2 separate regions of the Oryctolagus cuniculus genome follow, and region 1 is linked to region 2. A link is a contact called in public Micro-C data. All regions are on one chromosome and are shown on one strand. Each heading gives the region's core, a stretch centred on a gene start, on an enhancer-like site or on the middle of the called end of the contact. The rest is flanking DNA. Distances are from core to core; before and after follow the strand shown.

The links. Hi-C and Micro-C count contacts between places; a contact is called where the count stands out from the background.
Region 1: a contact with region 2 is called in a Micro-C map of ear pinna, with 2.5 times the contacts expected there. The contact joins the enhancer-like site here to the promoter of ELOVL6 in region 2. A contact is called at or near these places in 2 of 6 Hi-C or Micro-C datasets (ear pinna and skin fibroblasts).

What each region holds. Positions count from the first base shown.
Region 1 is chr8:54,848,585-54,853,960 of mOryCun1.1, forward strand. The region is part of intron 2 of ELOVL6 (ELOVL fatty acid elongase 6); the gene reads left to right. Among named protein-coding and RNA genes, the nearest start is that of ELOVL6, 45 kb to the left of the region's middle. Within about 2 kb of position 3,282, at least 4 of the 8 cell types and tissues checked have an H3K27ac peak or open chromatin away from gene starts, as enhancers often do. A contact at or near this core is called in ear pinna, where this site is marked.
Region 2 is chr8:54,803,120-54,807,999 of mOryCun1.1, forward strand. It overlaps ELOVL6 (ELOVL fatty acid elongase 6), which reads left to right and starts at 2,889. Exons shown (of 5, transcript XM_008267482.4): 1 at 2,889-3,118; 2 at 3,838-3,958. The coding sequence starts at 3,870.

The sequences.
Region 1 (5,376 bases), core at 2,032-4,531, 46 kb after region 2:
AAAAAAAAAAATTCTCTATTTCTCTGTCTTTCCCTCTCTTCTTTTCTCTGTAACTTTCACTTAAAAAAAACAAAGGAAAGTCTGTTTATTTGCCTGGCCCCTTTAATGATTCTGATTATTTTGAATGTACCTGGAGTGGACAGGCATTCCGTCGTGATGTAATGAGCTCCCTGTGGACCTAGAGATGGATATAGGAAGATGAACCATGATGACAGGAGTCTCTCTTACTCTCTGAAAGGAATGGAATTGTTTTAGTGTAAAAATAAGTGTTCCCCCAAAATTCAGTAGCATAATTGAATTCTGAATTCTTGATACAATTTTTTAAACTCTCTTTTGGTAAAATATTCAGTTTGTAATGGAATCTATTTATTTTGATAGGTTAAAAATGATCTTTTTTTCTGACTACTGTGAACAATAAAATTTCTTTTTATTATAGATTAGGAAAAGTTCTTACACTCTGGGTCTCTAGGCTAATCAATTTTGGAGCAGATGGCTATTAATACATCAATAAATATTGTGTGACCAAATGTACAAGGATTTCTAAAACATAATCACTTTAATTGGATTCTAAAAGAGCAATCAAAATAATTTTAGTGTGAAAATTTAATGTAAACCGCCGGCGCCGTGGCTCATGGGCTAATCCTCCGCCTTGCGGCGCCGGCACACCGGGTTCTGGTCCCGGTCGGGGCGCCGGATTCTGTCCCAGTTGTCCTTCTTCCAGGCCAGCTCTCTGCTGTGGCCCGGGAGTGCAGTGGAGGATGGCTCAAGTGCTTGGGCCCTGCACCCCATGGGAGTCCAGGATAAGCACCTGGCTCCTGCCTTCAGATCAGCGCGGTGCGCCGGCCGCGGCGGCCATTGGAGGGTGAACCAACAGCAAAAGGAAGACCTTTCTCTCTGTATCTCTCTCACTGTCCACTCTGCCTGTCAAAAAAAATAAATAAATAAAAAATTTAATGTAAGCACAATATGTACTCTCCATGAAATTTTTTTAAATGTTATTGGTGATGCCCCAAATTTTCCAAAAAATCTAATATAATTTTTAAAAGTACATATTGGGTCCCTAACATATACTTAAAATATATCACTCATTTAATTCAAATAATGCTACAAGGAAGGTATTATTTCCATTTTACAGAGACTCGGTCACAGAATTAATAATCTTCAAAAAGAGTAGGATTTGGACTCAGACCTTTCTTCCAGGAAAATCATGTCCTTTCTATTTCTTTCCTCTTTTTAATATTTATTTTTTAGTTGAAAGGCAGGGAGGTGGAAAAAAGAGTGAGACAGAGACAGATCTCCACTCTGCTGGCTCACTCCCTAAATGTTCTCAACAGCTGGCACTGGGCCAGACTGAAGCCGAGAGCCAGAAACTCAGTCTGGGTCTTCCACGTGGGTGGCAGGGACCCAAGAACGTGGTTCACAAGGGCTGTTTCCCAGGGTGCACATTAGCAGGCAGCTGGAATTGTGTTCAGAGCTGGGACTTGAACCCAGGTACTTGGGTAAAGGATGCGGTCATCTCTAGGAGTATCTTAAGGGCTGTGCTAAATGCCCGCCCCTGCACTTTGTGTTTCTGCCACGTTTTCTGTCAGCCTTACGGCATTCTGGGTAGGGTAGCATTTCTTCCCAGGTATCACACAGGCCCGTTGGAACAGAGTGGTGTTGTGACGTATCGTTCCGTCTCGGTCGTCACGTGCTGCTTCCCGAACTGCCGCAATTTGCCAGCCGTGGGGATGCTGTGAGAGACACTTGACAGCTGGCAGCACGCAGAAATTCAGTTTAGGCTTGATGACAAAGTTTACAAAAGTAACTTTGAAGGGAGTTCAATCACATGTTAAACTTTACATTAAGAAATTAATACTGATGACAAAAGCCAAAAAAATAAGAGAAATTGATGTTTTTCCTAGAGTCTGTGCCTTGGTGTAACAATGTGGGGAAAATCTACTTGTGTTTCCGCACAGATGGGTAAAGAATGCCGTTGGGTCAGCTGTTAGGACTGCTAAGCCTTGTAAAGCTGCTTCCACTGCATTAAGGAACTACAGAGTCAGAAACGGCCATTATTCCCCGCGAGAGTTATTTCAGGAATGGCTTGGAAACTTCAGTGCATCCCACTGCAGACAAAGATCCTGTTAGCTTTATTTGGGTTTGTCAAATCGCCCATAATGATTTGAAGATTATAATACTTTGACACTTTCTTATTTATGTTGGAGCGTAAGGTTTAGAAGTTTTGGATGCCAAGAAAGCTTTCTTCTTGGTGGAAGATAAAACGTGTTGACAGTTGGTGAATCTTCGAGAAGCACGTCCTGCACTTTGTTTTCTTTACATAGCACTTTTCCGCTCGCCCCGCCTGCGTGTTTTAGATGGATGAGTGAATTTCTGAGCCTCTGTAACTGTGGCAATTCTTCAGCTGTTCCACTGTCAGCCAAGTTTTCTCTCATGGTCTATAACTATCAAATTATGCCACCATCTATGACCGTTTAAAGCATTCCAAACAGAAGGGTAGGTGGCTAATGCTGTCATTATACACAGATGGATACCTGGAGCAAGAAACACACTAGTGTGAGGTCTTCAAAGTGACCCCGGCCACCTGCTTTCTACAGAACACAGAACAGCACGCTTCCCACATTCTTATGCAATGAGAATTCCTTTTTCACTATTGTTATATTAGACTTGAAAAGTCTTATCTGTGACACCAGGAAATGTTTCCCAGTATACCTTCAGGCTATAATTACTAATTCTTCTGTCAGTGTTTTGGCTACACGCTTGCAAGCTGACACAGACTTGTGCTGCCTGCTTATTTGGGTAAAATGCAAATTTGGTATTTTCATACCCAAGGTCACATCAAGAAGCATTCCATTAAGTATTGTGTACTTCCTGCTTCCGGTGTGTACCCCCGGGGCGGGGCCGCAGAGGCTGCGCGTCCACATTTCCGGGCGACAGAAGTTGTCTTTGCCAGATTGGAGCAGAAGATGCTGACACAGCAATCGAATGTTCATTTTCAAATAAGGTTTCTAGGACAGTGCAGTAACGTGCCTGCCCCTTCGTCATCTGAAATAGTTTTAAGCCTCTAGAAGCATGTCTGTGTGTGTGTGCTCGCGCCCGCCCCACAGGGACCTCATTATCTCGGTCCTCACTACTTGTCGGTGAGATGTGCGTGGGAGCCGGGAGAAGCGCTGCAGAGCGGACTGCCAGCGCTGACCGTCAGACAGGCCCCGTTCCCATTGAGTCACCCTGCGCAGAACGGCCCGACAGACCACTCTCTGTTATTGTTCTTGAATAATAATAATGACACACTGCCTGAGAGGTCCTGAACTGCATAGCAGAGACGTGAGGACTGGGCAAGGCAAGGTTTTATAAACACGGGGGTGTAACAATAGCAGCTGTCTATATAACGCCAGAAAAGTAATCCATGAGAGTCTGTTGTGACAGATGTTTTTTTCCCTCCCGCAAATTTCTTTCTGGGACAATAATATGGTTTGGAATGACAAGGTTATGATCCACCTTTTGCTAGTCATGTAGGAAACCGTTTCTCATTACAGGGTAACCCAACCAGTGCTAGGATTTAAAAATACTTGGGGGTGGGAGACTTCTGTGGTGATGCAGTTGGTTAAACCATCTCCTGTGATGCTCCAATCCCATATCAGAGGCCAGTTCAATTCAAGTGCTGGCTCCTCTGCTTCGAATCTAGCTCCCGGCTAATGTGCCTGGGAAAGCAGCAGGTAATGGTTCAAGTACTTCTGTTCCTGCCACCTACGTGAGAAACCTGGACGGAGTTCCTGGCTCCAGGCTTTGGCCTGGCCCAGCCCTGGCTATTGAGGGCATCTGGCATTTGAACTAGTGGATAGAAGATTCTCTCGCTCTCTGCCTTTTAAAAAATAAATAAAAATATTTTGGGGGGAAGTGAGAGTGCCAAGAGCCAAATATTTACACTTGAGTGTGTCTCAAATGAATATTCATGTTACTGCTATCCTGGAGTAGAAAAAATAATCTCCCTTTTACTTCTAGGATTTCCACTGAGTTTAGAACCTCAAGAAGTTATTTTCAGGAAATGGCTTGCTGGTGACTGCTGCAATTTCTGTAATAGCATTCGTGTTCCTTGACTAATTGCCAGATGTGGCCTGTGGAATCCATTGTCGGAGTTAATCTTCACAGTAGTCCCAGGCAACATGGGATTAGTTGAGCTTATGAGCTTCTTTTTGCTGGTGAAAGAAATGACAAACCAAGAGTCATGTTTTAGAAATTGGCACAGGCCGGCGCTGTGGCTCACTAGGCTAATCCTCTGCTTGCGGCACCGGCACCCTGGGTTCTAGTCCCAGTTGGGGCGCTGGATTCTGTCCCGGTTGCTCCTCTTCCAGGCCAGCTCTCTGCTGTGGCCCGGGAGGGCAGTGGAGGATGGCCCAAGTGCTTGGGCCCCTGCACCCCATGGGAGACCAGGAGGAAGCACCTGGCTCCTGGCTTCGGATCGGTGCAGCGTGCCGGCCGTGGTGGCCATTTGGGGGTGAACCCAAATGTCTAACTCTGACTGTCAAAAAAAAAACCAAAAAACAAAAAAAACAAAGAAAGAAATTGGCACAGATAGAAAGTGGAAGTGGCAAATATGAAATCTATCATCTCTCAATCCCAAGTGCTATCTCTTAATGAACTGGCATGTCAAATTGCAACATCATTAATGCTCTACTTACAATTAGTTAGAAACCTTTTAGTACATAATTACATACAAGGTTTCTGACACACCCAAGCACCTATCCTATTGGTCACATCCAACTATTTATAATATTGGGGACTCATTAATATAATAATAGTGTTGGAAAAATCTCACAATCACGAGTCATGTGGAATTTATGCAATTGATAGGGATATTCAGTTAAGAATTTTAACTAGAGGCCCGCATTGTGGGGCAGCAGGTTAAGCTGCTGCAAACAGTGCCATAAAGGCACTGGTTGGAGTCCTGTCTGCTCTACTTCTTGCTCCCTGCTTATGTGTCTAGGCAAGCAGCACAAGGTGGCCCAAGTGCTTGGTTGGGCCCCTGCTACCTACATGGGAGACCCGGATGGAATTCCAGGTCGCTGGTTTCAGCTTGGCCCAGTCTGGGCTGTTGCAGCCATTTTGGGAATGAACCAGCAGTTGGAAGATCTCTCCCTCTCTCTCTGTAACTGCCTTTAAAATAAATAAATAGATCTTTAGAAAATAAAAGAGTTTTAAAGCTAAGACTTCAAAGCAATATTTTTATTTATGGAATAACATTATTACCAAATGTTAAAAATAAAGCATGGAAATGAAAGGGACATTCAAAACCACTAAACAATACTAAAAATTGCGTTTTAAAAACTGTGCTTTTAAATTGTTAAGCATTCTTAGTTTAAAAATATGCATTATAGG
Region 2 (4,880 bases), core at 1,639-4,138:
GTTGCAACGGCCAGAGCTGAGCCAATCCAAAGCCAGGAACCAGGAGCTTCTTCAGGGTCTCCCATGTGGGTGCAGGGGCTCAAGCACTTAGGTCATCTTTCACTGCTTTCTCAGGCCATTAGCAGGGAGCTGGATTGGAAGTGGAACAGCCAGGACTTGAAGAGGCACCCTAATACAGGATGCCAGCACCGCAGGTGGAGGCTTAACCTACTATGCCAAAGCACCAGCCCATCCATGAGCTTTTTTTTTTTTTTTTTTTTAACAGGCAGAGTGGACAGTGAGAGAGAGAAAGGTCTGCCTTTGCCGTTGGTTCACCCTCCAATGGCCACCGCAGCCAGTGCGCTGCGGCCGGCGCACTGCGCTGATCCGAAGCCAGGAGCCAGGTGCTTCTCCTGGTCTCCCATGCGGGTACAGGGCCCAAGCACTTGGGCCATCCTCTACTGCATTCCCTGGCCACAGCAGAGAGCTGGCCTGGAAGAGGGGCAACCGGGACAGAATCCAGCGCCCCGACCGGGACTAGAACCTGGTGTGCCGGCACCGCTAGGCGGAGGATTAGCCTATTGAGCCGCGGCTCCGGCCTCCATGAGCTTTTTGAATATCATTCATATACATCACACAAATCTTTGTTTTTAAAAAATTATTATGTACCAGAGCAGGCACTGTTGTGCAGCGGGTTAAAGCCCTGGCCTGAAATGCCAGCATCCCATATGGGCGCCAGATCGAGTTCCGGATGCTTCTCTTCCTATCCAGCTCTCCGCTGTGGCCTGGAATAGCAGTGGAAGATGGTCCATGTCCTTGGGCTCCTGCACCTGTGTGGGAGACCCAGAAGAAGCTCCTGGCTCCGGCCATTGTGGCCATCTGGGGAGTGAACCAGCAGATGGAAGACCTCTCTCTCTGTCTATCTCTCTCTGTAACTCTGTCTTTCAAATAATAAATAAAATAAATCTTTAAAAAATATTATGCACAGCATAGATGTCATTTACATATAACACTATACATAATGTTCTGTGCCTTGCCTTTTCATTTTCCTTCATACATATCAGGAATTCCTTTGATATTGTGATCTATAGAACAAAAATCCCAAAATATTCTGATATAAAATTATTCCATCATATGTTTCCAGGTTTTTTTGTTGCTGCTACCAAGGGTGCTATGTATCTTACACAAACATCCATAATGTCTTTGATGATATATCTATAAATTCCTAGCAGTGGAATTATTGGAAATTAACATGCTATTTCTCAGTATAACATCTTGTAACCTCCTCTCTCCCACGACCTCCCCCCCCCCACACAACAGGCAGAATGAAATCAGAACACACTACTTTTTCTTGTGGCTACCTCTCCAATCTAATTTTCTGCTACTCCTTAGCTGTGGCCTAGAGTCACACCAGGCTTTTTCCTAAAGCCTGCAAACTCATTCTTCAGCTCGGGGCTTTCTCGTGCTTGCTTGCTCTTCAGTGCAACCCCCTGTAGAAGGTGACTGGAGATGGCGCCTTTAGATAAGACAGCACCATTTCACTAACATCAAGTATTTACTGTTTTTTATAACTGCTCTTTTAAGGTCCAGATTTGTTTTTAATATAACCCCACATCCATGTTTAGAAAATAAGCAGGGAATAACAGACATGCTTTAAATAAGAAACATAGTAGGGGCACTTTGTGGCATAGCCGGTAAAGCTGTTGTCTGGGATGCCTGCATCCCATATGGGCTCAGGTTTGGGACCTGGCTGCTCCACTTCTGATCCAGCTCCCTACTAATGTGCCTGGGAAAGCAGTGGAGGATGGCCCAGGTGTCTGGACCCCTGCACCCACATGGGAGACTGAAGAATCTCCTGGCTCTTGGCTTTGGCCTGGCCCAGTCCCCGTTTTTGCAGCCATTTGGGGAGTGAATCAGTGGATGGAAGACCTCTCTCTGTTTCTTCCTCTCTCTGTGTAACTCTGTCTTCAGAATAAATAAATCTTTAAAAAAGAAAACATAGTAAACAAATGTGAATTTCTCAAACTGCTTTCAAATCGATTACATTGCAAACACAAAGAATGAATTTAAAATTGATTTACTTTTGGACAAAAATAAGACTTATCCTTGCAACATACAATGAGGTCTTTCTAGGATTTTCTCACTGTAGAGCGCTTCCTCACTTTCCTATTCTCTTTCATATACTTAACAATTACTCATCACTTTACAAATATTGATTAATTACTCAGAGGCCCAGCCCCTGTGCTATAAAATCTTTCTCATCTGACCACACCTACTTTCCAGCCTAACTCAGCCAAGTGTTTTCGGCCTGGCCTGGGCCTCACTTTTAAATTCACTCAGACTTGCACTGTAGAAGTCTCCAGAATGACAATCCTTAAAAGGAAAGATAAGCAACTTCCCTACCTGGAGTGTCAACCTATTCATTGATTTGCAAATCAGCAACCGGGCCGGCCCTTTGGTTTACATAAAATTGTACTGGATTGTTAAAAACTTTTTCTTTAGTTTCTTACTACACCTTGCTCCCTAGGAAGAGGCGCCTCTGAGTTCCCAAGTTTCAGAGGCTCCCATCTTTGAATGAAAATACCCTCCCTTTGGACTCCTGGGGAGGTGAGGGCTATTTGCATCTGAGAAGGGTCATTTTCTTTTTGGTCTTAATGTCCGTTTAATTTTGAAAGTACAGGTTGTTTATTATTTTTTTAAGTTTACAATTGCATTCCTATATTAGATTATTGGACAACTCCTTGCCCTCCCATTTCATTTTCCCCCACGTCTGGGGGAAATCATTGAAGGGGCAGATGGAGCAGAATTCTTTTGATGTATGAGGTCAACATTGCATCCAACCCTCTCCTCAAACAGTATCTACAACAACAAATAAGTCAAAATTACCCATGCATACAAATAAAGCCTTTGCATTGGACCAGTTGGTCCAGTTCTCCGGTCGCTAACTTCCTCTCCTCCTTTGTCTCTGTTCATTAATTATCCCCCTCTCGGTACCCAAACCCTCCACCTAACCCCTCTCCCAGTCCTTTCTTCCACTTCCGGCTATTGGCCTCTCCCGACTTCCACCCTCCTCATCCTCATCCTCCTCCGGCTGCACGTGACGGAGGGCGCTCTGCGGGCCACTCGGCCCCCGGCGAACGTGAGTCTGAGCCGGAGCTCCGGAGTGGGGGCAGGGGGAGGCCCCGGAGGGTTTGCGCCGGGGCGAGAAGGGGCAGCGCGTCCCCTTCACGTGTGATCTCATCGCAGATTTACCTGGAGTTGTTTTGCGAGGGAGCGCTGGCAGGTTTTACTATTTCCCAATTGTTTACTCCCCGAGCTCTCCCGTCCACGCGCCTCAGGGCTGCGCCCCACACGCTGGAACTTCATTCAAAGGCAGGGCTCGGCGGCCCGCGAGGCTGGGGCCGGGGTACGCGGGTGACCGCCAGGCCACTTCCTCCCTCCCCGCGCCCTTCCCCCAGCCCTCCACCCCCACCGTGGCCTTTACTAAACTGCACCCCAGGGCGGGAGGAGGTCTCGCTCCTCTGCGCCCTCCCTCGCAAAGGGTTAATTTTCCTGATCGCACGAGGGGGAGGAGATTTCCCTGTAGACGAGTAAAAAGGGTGATGGACAAACGTGCGGGCACTAAGACCGCAAGGCATTCATTTCCTCCTACGGTGGATGCGGACGCCGGGAGGAGGCGAGCCCCACGGCGGCGAGGAGCTGGGCGCCGAGGCACAGGCAATGCTCCACCCTGGATGTAGCTGAGAGGCGAGCGCCGGAGACCCAGCGGCGAGGGCAGACCCGGGGGGGTGGGTGGGGGAGCAGGCAGGAGCGAGCCCTCGAGACCTAGCGCTTTACAGATTATTTTATTTTGTGTAGAGAGCACGTAGCGACTCCGAAGATCAGCCCCAATGAACATGTCAGTGTTGACTTTACAAGAATATGAATTCGAAAAGCAGTTCAACGAGAATGAGGCCATCCAGTGGATGCAGGAAAACTGGTAGGTGATGCTTTCGCGTGACACGGCGCCCGGCAGCCCTGCGTCTTCCCCCCGGAGCGCGTTCGGGTCGGGCTCCCTGCCCGCGCGCGCAGCCAGCCGGCAGCCCCGTGCCCGGGTCTCGGCGCGCAGGAGACGCCCGGCTGCGCGAGCCGCGGCTCCACAGGCATCTTTTGCACGGATTATATAACTCAGAACATATGTGTGTGCCTAGGGTGATGTCTGCGCGAGAGGGGAGGCGGGAGAGATGCCACAGTCCTGTCCTCTACCTGTGCTGCCTCCTGGTTTCCCTCTAGATTTTTTTTTTTCTTTTTCCCTCGGCCTCCAGCAGCCGTGTGTGAGAGACCGGGGAGGTGGGACCCGGGCTCCAGCTCGCTTTAACCCTCTGCCGCCCGCCGCCCTCGGCTCTGGTCCGCGCCCTCTCCCATCCTCGTGCCCTTCCTTTCTCCTTGCAGCTTCTCCCACTAAACTGCCCTCCTCCGTGCGCTCCCCGGCCGGATGCCTCCCTGCTTGGACCCCTTTCCGGTTTCATACAGAGACGGGGGAGGGGACAATGAAAACTGTAATAAAAATGAATGAACCCGAGCGAGCGCAGCCACGCCATGATTAAGTTTCTGTTTTACGGAAACGCCTTTTGGCTGCACTCACTTCTAAGGCAAAGCTGCTGAGTGGAGTCCATGCTCGCTGATGAAAAACCCCTCGGTCTGCAGTCCTGGGGAGGGGGAGAGGGATCTTCGCCACAAAAACTTCCAATGGGGAAACCTCTTTCTTGTTTACTGCGCTCCCTCCGCCCGTGCGGGAGGCGATCCGGTGTCACCTTGCAATGTTTAACCGAGGAGGGTGTGCTCGTCTCGCTTCTTCCTCGTGCACTGGGCCGTGCCGGAGACAGACCCTCGCTCCCCTGCCTACCCCCACCTAGGTCTGG